Linked DNA regions of Ctenopharyngodon idella: region 2 is linked to region 1. The links are chromatin contacts, called in public Hi-C maps. All regions are on one chromosome and are shown on one strand. Each heading gives the region's core, a stretch centred on a gene start, on an enhancer-like site or on the middle of the called end of the contact. The rest is flanking DNA. Distances are from core to core; before and after follow the strand shown.

Evidence for each region. A called contact is a pair of places that touch in the nucleus more often than the background predicts.
Region 2: a Hi-C map of muscle shows a contact between it and region 1, with 5 times the contacts expected there. The contact joins the promoter of wwox here to the promoter of mafb in region 1. A contact is called at or near these places in 2 of 2 Hi-C or Micro-C datasets (both in muscle).

Annotation. Positions count from the first base shown.
Region 1 is chr24:26,646,820-26,651,901 of HZGC01, reverse strand. mafb (v-maf avian musculoaponeurotic fibrosarcoma oncogene homolog b (paralog b)) reads right to left here and starts at 3,167. Exons shown (of 3, transcript XM_051883607.1): 1 at 1,430-3,167. The coding sequence starts at 2,394.
Region 2 is chr24:26,991,054-26,995,681 of HZGC01, reverse strand. wwox (WW domain containing oxidoreductase) reads left to right here and starts at 1,691. Exons shown (of 9, transcript XM_051883600.1): 1 at 1,691-1,919; 2 at 2,096-2,160; 3 at 2,338-2,395; 4 at 3,742-3,911. The coding sequence starts at 1,813. hprt1l (hypoxanthine phosphoribosyltransferase 1, like) reads left to right here. Exons shown (of 9, transcript XM_051883635.1): 9 at 56-803. The coding sequence ends at 103.

The sequences.
Region 1 (5,082 bases), core at 1,918-4,417:
TAATGAGAGAATATTTTCTTCTTGAAACTCGAACGAACAGTCACGCGGCAACAAGTGAATTCGTGAACTTTCCTCAAAACTATTAGACATTAAAAATCAAAAACGCTTATTTCTTTTCCCAATCAGCATGTGATATTAAATACTCTATTCAGCAAGAATGTCACATTTTAGGCGTACTCTAATGAATAACACGAGAACATTTGATTTTACATTTTTAACATTTATTGATGAACTACGATGCTCCAGTTTGTACAGTCAATATTTGTCAATTAATCGATATCAAATAATAAAACATATATGTTAGGATACACTGGTATTATTACGTTTATGAAAGGTTTTATTTGCCACCTGATGCAAGTAAAATGTTTTAAAGCAACGAGCTCCAAAATATTTAAATATTCTATAATGTAATAATTTGAGGCAAATCCTAAAATATGCTAAGTTTTAAGTGCAGTATTTCGAGCGCGTGCCAAGACATACTCTTCATTCTTCATTGATACAAGATTCCTCTCTTTAATGAGAATAATTATAAACACTTTAGTCCATTGAACAGTTTGAAATCGCTCATTTATGTCACATATTTATGTGGAGTGACATATTTGTCAAATTAATCAGTCTTAAGTGTAAGTTACAGTTGTTTCAGTGGGGTTTATGAAATGTCTCTTCATCCGAAACAGGATAATCATACACAGAATCATTCTTCTTGCCAAAAACACACGTTTCATCGCTGAAGGTGTTGTACAAAAATGAAAGGCAATGTTTCATGTAGGATATGAAAAGATGTCTCACACTTTTTTGCTCATAGTCCCAAAAAAGTGGACGAAACCAGACAATGAGAAAATGAATGTAATGTCGGAGCATTTCAGTTCAGTTCGTTCAGGTAAAAGAAACAACAACAAAAAAAAAGGTAAAACATCGTCAGCCAACATGACCAGCATGTGGGGTCGATATCATACACAAATAAATACAATATTGAATGAGTTCTTCACAACAACACAGAATGTGATGTAGTTTCTAATGAACACAATGTCAGTCAAACACTCATTCAGCCAGTGTGTGCTCATGTAACCAGCATGTGTCACTTGAACTTTACAAAAATGTGAACTTAAAAGTTACGCAAGACGAGGCATAGGACAACATGGGAAATATCAAATGAAAGCACGTTCACATATTACAGTTTCAACAGAAAAACAACAAAAAATGGAAAATGTCCTATTGTCCAAAAGCTAAACTCTAAAGCTTGATTTCTTCATTGTTATCCGATTAAATTTACAATGCACTCCGTTATCTAAATTTTGCGAAAAAATAATACGAGTAATAAAAAAAAAGTTAGGCTACTGCCCCGCGCGCGCCCAATCCAACACAGCGAGAATAAAGCGCGTGCGAAACTTTTGCACATCGCTGCTCTATTAAGTGCCGATAAACTCACATGAAAAACTCCGGGGACGACGGGTTGTTGTCGCTGCTGGATCCGTTTTCTCGGAAGCCGCTGCTGATGAGCTTCTCGTATTTTTCTTTGTACGCGTCTCTCTCGCGCACCAGTCTGGAGATCTCCTGCTTGAGGTGGTCCACCTGCTGCATGAGCTGGGTCTTCTCGCCCTCCAGGACGTGCCTCTGCTGGACCCTCTTGTAGCGACACGACTGCGCATAGCCTCTGTTTTTGAGGGTTCTCCTCTTCTGTTTGAGTCGGATGACCTCCTCTTTGCTGACCCCCCGGAGCTGGCGGTTGAGCTCGCGCACGGACATGGTCACCAGCTGCTCGTCCGAGAAGCGATCGTCCAGGTGCATGTGCTGGTGGCCGACGGAGTTGCCGTTGGACTGCACCCCGGGCGTCGGATGGTGGCCGGCCGGGTGGTGGTGGTGATGGTGGTGGTGGTGCGGTGCCCCGTTCTGGGCTGCTGCTGCGGCGATGACCGCGGAGACCACCGCGGCGGCGGATCCCATCTCCTCGCCGGCCATGGCGCCTCCCGGGCCGGCTGCGCTGGTAAACTGCTGCCCTCTAGCATAGCCGTCGAAGCTCTGGAGCTGGTGACTGCTGTTGATCAGCGCCTCCACTGCGTCCTCGGGGCTGAAGCCCAAAGCCTCCGGGTTGAGCTGCTGTTGGTAACCGGTCATCCAGTAAAAATCCTCCAGGTGCGCCTTCTGCTCGCTCCCGGAGCCCGGACTGGGCGCCGAGAAGCTTGGGGAAGGGGGAACCGAGCTGCAAGGCGTGCTCATCGGGGTGGAAGACAGGGATCCCCCGGCGATCAGGCGGCTGCACTGGCTGATGCTGCGATCGGGCTCCACCGGCTCCTTTTTCACTTCAAACTTCATCAGATCGAAGTCATTAACATATTCCATGGCCAGGGGACTGGTGGGCAGGTCGGAGCTGCTCATTGCCAGTTCTGATGCCATCCTTTTGCTGTTGACAGTCCTCCAAAGGGGGTGAAGAGCAGCTGTCAAAGTGGTCGGGTTCGAGACAGCGTGAGCCAGCTTGATTTCTTTATTTAATTCTTCAAAAGCAAAGAAAAGGCTTCGCGAGCGCCGGTTTATTTTTTAAATTGACGCGTTTTCGCCTCTCGCGCACAGACGCAGGAGCGCGCGCGTCTCCAGTTCCCCTCTCTTTGTACGCGAGTGTCGACGCGTTTGAGTCGCGAACATTTAACACTGCATGGCTTCGGGTTTTTTGTTTTTTTTTCTTTTTTCAATAGTTTCGTTGAAACGAAGACCGTAACATGTATGTGATTGGCAATTGGATGCTTGGCTGGGGGAAAAAAAGTACTCCGGGCTTGTTCTAGAGTTTTTAAAGGATCACCGAGCATAGGAGTATAAAAGCAATGCTGAGTTTTATAGCCGCCCTGACGTCAGGTTTGAAATACGAAATTGACTCGGACTCGTAGCCAATAGGCTCGCTGAATCGGAGGGTCAATTTACATACTAGAGAAGAAACAAAAGTTTTCCGAACTGTCAGAACTGACAGAGAGCTTAACGACGACTTTAACTCTTTATGGACATTTGTTTTTCTTTTTTTGGTATGTAAAGCTTCTGTATTTCTTGTATTTTTTTCATATAAGAGTTTAAAATCTAACAGTATGAAATGATGCATGATCAAAACAACATGCTTATATTATTTTATATATCAATACCTACTCTTTAAAAGATAATTTACACTTACTGTAACTATACAAAAACAATGCTATGTTTAAAGGGTAATATTATATATATATATATATATATATATATATATATTCATATTTATATATTCATTATATATATATATATATATATATATATATATATATATATATATATATATAATATATATATATGAATATTATTAATAATATTAAGATTGAAGAGGAAGAATTTCACAACGAATATGTTAATGACAGATGTAACTGAACCAATTAAAATGTCCACATGGTCTCAACAGAGTACGCTTCTTTATGTTGTTTTAATGTGAATATATTCATTTATTAGATGTTTTTTTTTTTTTTTTCGACTGTCCCACAAAACGTGGTCGGGAAGCCCTTACATATGAGCGGACATGCGGTTTCAAAACTCAACAGCGCCGCCTTTCGGCCAAGCTTAACTGCATCTGTCCATTAGGGCAGCGTTTCATCTCCGTGTGTCAGTCACATGTTTAGATTGTTTTAACGGCACTGCAGGCGCTTGGGGAGCAGTTTTATGATGACATATCAATGCATCTCTCCATCGCTTACAACAATGTACATTAAGTGCATAGGTATTTGCCATCAGTGGGATCAAATGATCGTTTATAGAAAAGTAAAATAATAATAATAATAAAAAAACATTATTTAGTAATATAGCCTACTTAGGGTTATTATAGTAAGGGGTGTGTTGATGTACATGTTGATTACTTATGTCTTTTTATTTATTTTCTTTTCGTTTTTCATATGGTCACATTTTCCATTAATGCTCATGTCACAGTGTAGTAATCATATAGTTAAGTACTGTGTAATATTAATGGACAACATATAATTAATGTGTAATTATCTGAGCAGCTTGTAATTACACATTGTTCTTATTATTATTATTATTATTATAGTAATTGCATGTCATATATGTAACAACATGTTAATGTAAAGTATTGCTTGTTATACTTATTTATTTTACAGTTAAATAGGCTGTGTGCTCAATCGCTGTGTGCACGTCTTTCTAAGTGCTCAAAAACGGCTCTCATTGCTGGAGGGTTTCTTAATAAACAGGGATTCTCTCCTAGAGCAGCATTAGCTCATGAGAGCAGACAATAACGAAGGCTATTCTCACAGGAGATATTGAAATGTGCTCCAGCTCTCTGTGGAAAAGCCACACAAACTACAAAGCCGCCAGCGTAAAAATAAAAATAAATACAAGCCCAAAGTCCCAAAAGGAAATAAATATTCTCTTAGTCTCAGTGACTGTTCTTGGGGACCCAAACCTAGAAAATAAACATATTATTTCATTAATTAGATCACCCAACAAAAGCCTTCGGAGGCCATTCAAAAGCGCTGAATAAATATTGAATTTATGTCCCTTCTGACTGTGTAACTGCTCAACAATCAAGAGAAATAAAGACTACCAGATATAAATATTTTTAGAAGATTTTTTTTATTTATCTGATTCTTTAGGGTGATGCTAATGTAGTTTGCATTGCCCTGATGTAACATTACTGTCCAACAATAAAGTTTTCTGTCGTTTTATTTTTTTTAAGAGGTGTATAAATGTATTATATGATCATACATTACATAAACTCAGTATAGAACGTGCAGTTTTTCTAATAGCTATACTGGTTTGTGTTAATACTGTAAATGGTGAGAGATTTGAGCTTCAGTTTGGAGTAGATGTGATCCCCACTGTGCCCTTGAGCGGGACACTCACCTCAGGTCACACCAGGGGACGCTTCCCTGCAATTAGTGCACTTCAGATGAAATAATCTGCTAATTGGCAACTAACAGCTAACACTGATGGCATGAAATATGTATATTATGCTTATTCTAAGGGATGAAACTCAACATACTGTTTACATGAACAAAACAAATGAGATTGAGAGTTTTTGTGCTGTCATGATTTATAATTCTACAGAGTGTATGTGTGCATGTC
Region 2 (4,628 bases), core at 442-2,941, 350 kb before region 1:
TCTGATCACAATGATGTATTGACACCTTCTCTCTATCTCTCTTTATATATTTCAGCATATCTGTATAATAAGTGACAGCGCAAAAGAGAAATATAAAGTATGAAATGACACCGAGTGCTGGACGCACGAAGACAAAGATCACTGTGAACCTTTCTTTTGCTTGTAAATTTATTTTTGTACATGCCATCTGAAATGAATAATGAACTCATGAAACATGGATTCCCAAAGATAAATAATCACACTTCTAGTGCTGCGGCGAAGGACGAATGTGACAAATGTTTTTTGTTTAGAATAGTTAATAGTTAATCTCATTTTAATTGTCATTACTGCTGATGATAATGGGACTTGCCATACACTTTTTGATTGTTTGAACGGAGGCCTTAGATGAACTGATTTTATGTTCACGCAAGTCCATTTGGCTAATAGAAGTTTGGCTTTAGAGCTCAGAGGTTATGAAGTTACTCATTGTCAGCTAGTTATTGTTATTTATTATATATTCTCTAGATATTGACTCCAGAATATACACGCATTGAGAATTGATGTGCAGCTGTCATTAGGAATTTTTGTTTTTGATCACCACAATGAAATAACACTGACAATAGTATTATTATTATTATTATTATTATTGTCCTGGTTATTTTTTTTTTATAAGCATGTTGATGTGAAAACAGTCCAATGAGCTGAGGTGTATGACTGTGTAAGTAATATTTACCTGTTTACTGCCACCAAAACTCTGGAAGAGCTGTTATGAAAGACGTAAGTTACTCAAATGAAACTAAGCAATAAAGTAATGTACAAAGGTCTATGCATTTTTTTTTTTTTTTAACTTTCATAATATCAACATTGGTTTAAATAAAGCGTGTGGTCATTATGGTGGGAAATATCTGAAATGTGAGCTAAATGTCATGTTGTTTCACAGTTTTAATATCTATAAGTATTGACTAACCATTAGGAGCAAGTCGAAGGCTTGTTCAAATCGTTGGTCGTTAAATATTGTCTGCTAATAATAATACTAATTAAGTTTTGTTCCTGCAGGCGGCGCTCCGGTAGCCGCTCAAAAATCCTTCACTGAGACCCATTCAAATACCAAAACGGCTTTTATCTTATTAACATTTATTTGCAGGCTGAGTCATTTTGTTTAAATCTATTCGTACATGAGATAGAAAAGGAAATGTCTATAACAAGAAGAAGAAGAAACAAAACCGTTGGCTGTAATCGCAAAAGATTGGTTGGTCCATCCCGAACAGCGATGAAAAACGAAACAGGTACCACGTGACACGTGACGTCCTATGTTTGTGCTTTTTTTTTTCTTTTTCTGAAGACCGTTGAGGAAGAGATACATCACAATCTTTGAAAAGGCCAATATACATGTCTAAAAGGCCACACATGTTGAGTTGATGTGAAATTTTAGAATAATTGAATAATCTTTAAATTATTATTATTATTATTATTTAAAATACAAGTTTACTACATTTCCATTTGTGTATCTGGTAAGTTTGTCAGAAAAAAAGGCAAAAATATTGATTTTCTTTTGCAAACATGAATCATAAAGGCAAAGCATTATGTTACACTTGAAAAATGACACGAATAAACTTTAATATAAGTCACAAGTATTCAAATAATGTTTTTATTTAGAGCCATCGCAGCTGACCAATTAGACACGCTCAGGTCGCTAAGCCCCGCCCATTTGCTTGTCGTAATGCTATTATTGCGGAAGTGGTCCAGCAGGATTACAGCAACGTGAATTTGCTGTTAGCGAAATTTCACTGAGAAGTTGAAAGAGTTATATTATTTTAAAACCATCATTCCGCGATGGCAGCTCTTAAATACGCTGGAATGGACGATACAGACAGTGAAGATGAGCTTCCTCCCGGCTGGGAAGAGAGATCCACAACAGACGGATGGGTTTATTATGCCAAGTGAGTGTTTGACACACAAAACACCCACGTTTGAGATGAGCATGTGTGTTTACACTGTTCATTAATGCTAGTAATACAAGAGATAGGAGTGTATAGCAACCCAAGAGTATCTGTGATGTGATTTATAGAATAATTGACAGATGACATTGTAAATCAAGTGTCATAATTCGTTTCAGCCATGAGGAAATGAAGACCCAGTGGGAGCATCCCAAAACTGGGAAGAAGAAGCGCTGTGCTGGAGGTATGAGGATGGGTTTAACAATAACAGATCATCACAGCTCTATTGAAATATCTCAACGTGATTAATACACTTTATTGAAGTGTGTAGAGCTTTTACAAGAGATTTTTGATATGCAATGATGACAAATCAATAAATGATTAAGTAAGCAACAGATTTTATTTTTATTTTATTCTTCAGATTTGCCATATGGATGGGAGCAAGAGACCGATGATAAAGGCCAAATCATCTATGTTGAGTGAGTTGAATCAGTCAACGAAACATATTCTGCTGCAATGAATCATATAATATATTATAGTTTCCCTTAAATCAGAATTGGAGTTTGTCTGTGTCTCTTAGCTTTTAGGCTAGTTAATAATAAATAAAGTGGTAACACTTTACAGTAAGATTTCATTAGTTAATGTTAGTTAATGCATTAACTAACATTTTTTGATACAGTATTTATTTATCTTTGTTAATGCTAGTTAATAAAAATACAACTGTTCATGTTAGCTCAATTCAGTAAATAATATTAGCACAGCAGACAACGTTTGATTTTAATAATGTATTAGTAAATGTTGAAATGAGCATAACTGAGATTAATACATGCTTTAGAAATTTTGTTCATTGTTAGTTCATGTTTACTAATGTAGTTAACTAATGAAACCTTATTGTAAAGTGTTACAAATTAATTTTAATACACTTGACAAAATACATTTTTAGATATGCACAATAAACATTTTCAATATTTTCTTCCTGATAAATTAAACTTGTACACAAGCAAATACATACAGAGATATTACAATAAGTACTGAAATAAATGAACAGTTCTTAGACATTGTAGAAATAAATAAATAGAAGATTTTATAGAAGTTATTTAAAGGGATATTTCACCCCAAAAATGAAAATTCTGTCATCATTTACTCACCCTCAAGTTGTTTCAAACCTGTATGAATTTCTTTGTTCTGCTGAACACAAAGGAAGATATTTTGAAGAATGTGTTAAACTGAACAGTTTTGGGGCACTATTGACTTCCATAGTAGTTTTTTTTCCTACTATGGAAGTCAATGGTGCCCCAAAGTGGCCTCGTTACAAACTTTCTTCAAAATATCTTCCTTTGTGTTCAGCAGAACAAAGAAATTCATACAGGTTTGAAACAACTTGAGGGTGAGTAAATGATGACAGAAATTTCATTTTTGGGTGAACTATCCCTTTAATAAATTTTATATTTATATATATTTTTTTTGAGTTATATTATCATATTATTTTATATATACAAATATTATGTAGTATATGTTATTTTGTCCGAAAAAACTATGAGCAAAAAGCTAAATCATAATAATATCCGTGCTACTCTGGACAATAATTTACACCTGAATAATAATGACACTAATAAAAATAAATAAGTTAAACTAATAAATAAAACAGAAGAGTCTTTATTTAAATCTATCGCATGGACCAATTAGAGATGTCCGGTCGCTAAGCCCCGCCCATTTCAGAACCTTGTGTCATGGTAAGCGCCACATTTGTCGTATTATAATTTTGTATAATACATTTTCTATTTGATAAAATATATTATATATATGTCTTGTGCTGTTTCATCAGTCACATCAACAAGCGCAGGACGTATTTCGACCCGCGGCAGGCCTTCACCGTGGAGGACATGCAGATGAAGCCCAAGCGCTATGACGGCAACACCACGGCTCTGGAGGTGCTGCACGGGCGCGACCTGTCCGACAGGGTGGTGCTCATCACAGGGGCCAACAGTGGCATCGGTGAGTCCATCAGACTTCACTAAACGCCTGCACCGTCCTCAGTAACCGCTCCACATGATAACTGCCCTTTTAGTTTAACATATACCAGGGGTTCCCAAACACATTCCTGGAGCCTCCCCAACACTGCATGTTTTCCATGTCTCCTTAATCAAACACACCTGATTCAGATCATCAGCTCATTAGTCGAGACTACAAAACCTGAAATGGGTGTGTCAGACAAAGGAGACATGCAAAATGTGCAGTGCTGGGGATGCTCCAGGAATGTATTCGGGAACCCCTGACATAGACAGTCTGAGCATTAGGCTGATTCAGTGTTTGTCCAGTAGGCGGCGCTACAGCATCATTTATGTGCTCTCACCCAAACATCAGTCAGCATTAGCCTTGAAATGATCAGATGTGAATGTCTTAAATGTACATATTGTGAATAATTAATAATTATTGTTCTAAACTTTCAATCTGAGGAATTATCAAAGCAGCTTAAAACATGTAATAATTCAGCAGCGTTAAGATAAGAGTCCTCACATCTGTGTTATTACTAAACTTCAGCCAAACAGAAGCGCATATTTCAGTCAGTGTGTTTATGACATGAAATGCTGTTTCAGTGGTGTATTCTATTATTATTATTTTTTTTTTATTATTATTATTTTCAGTTGTGTGTCACTGTTGCTGATTCTGAAGTATTTTATATAGCTTACAACCGTTCAGAATTTAGAAGAG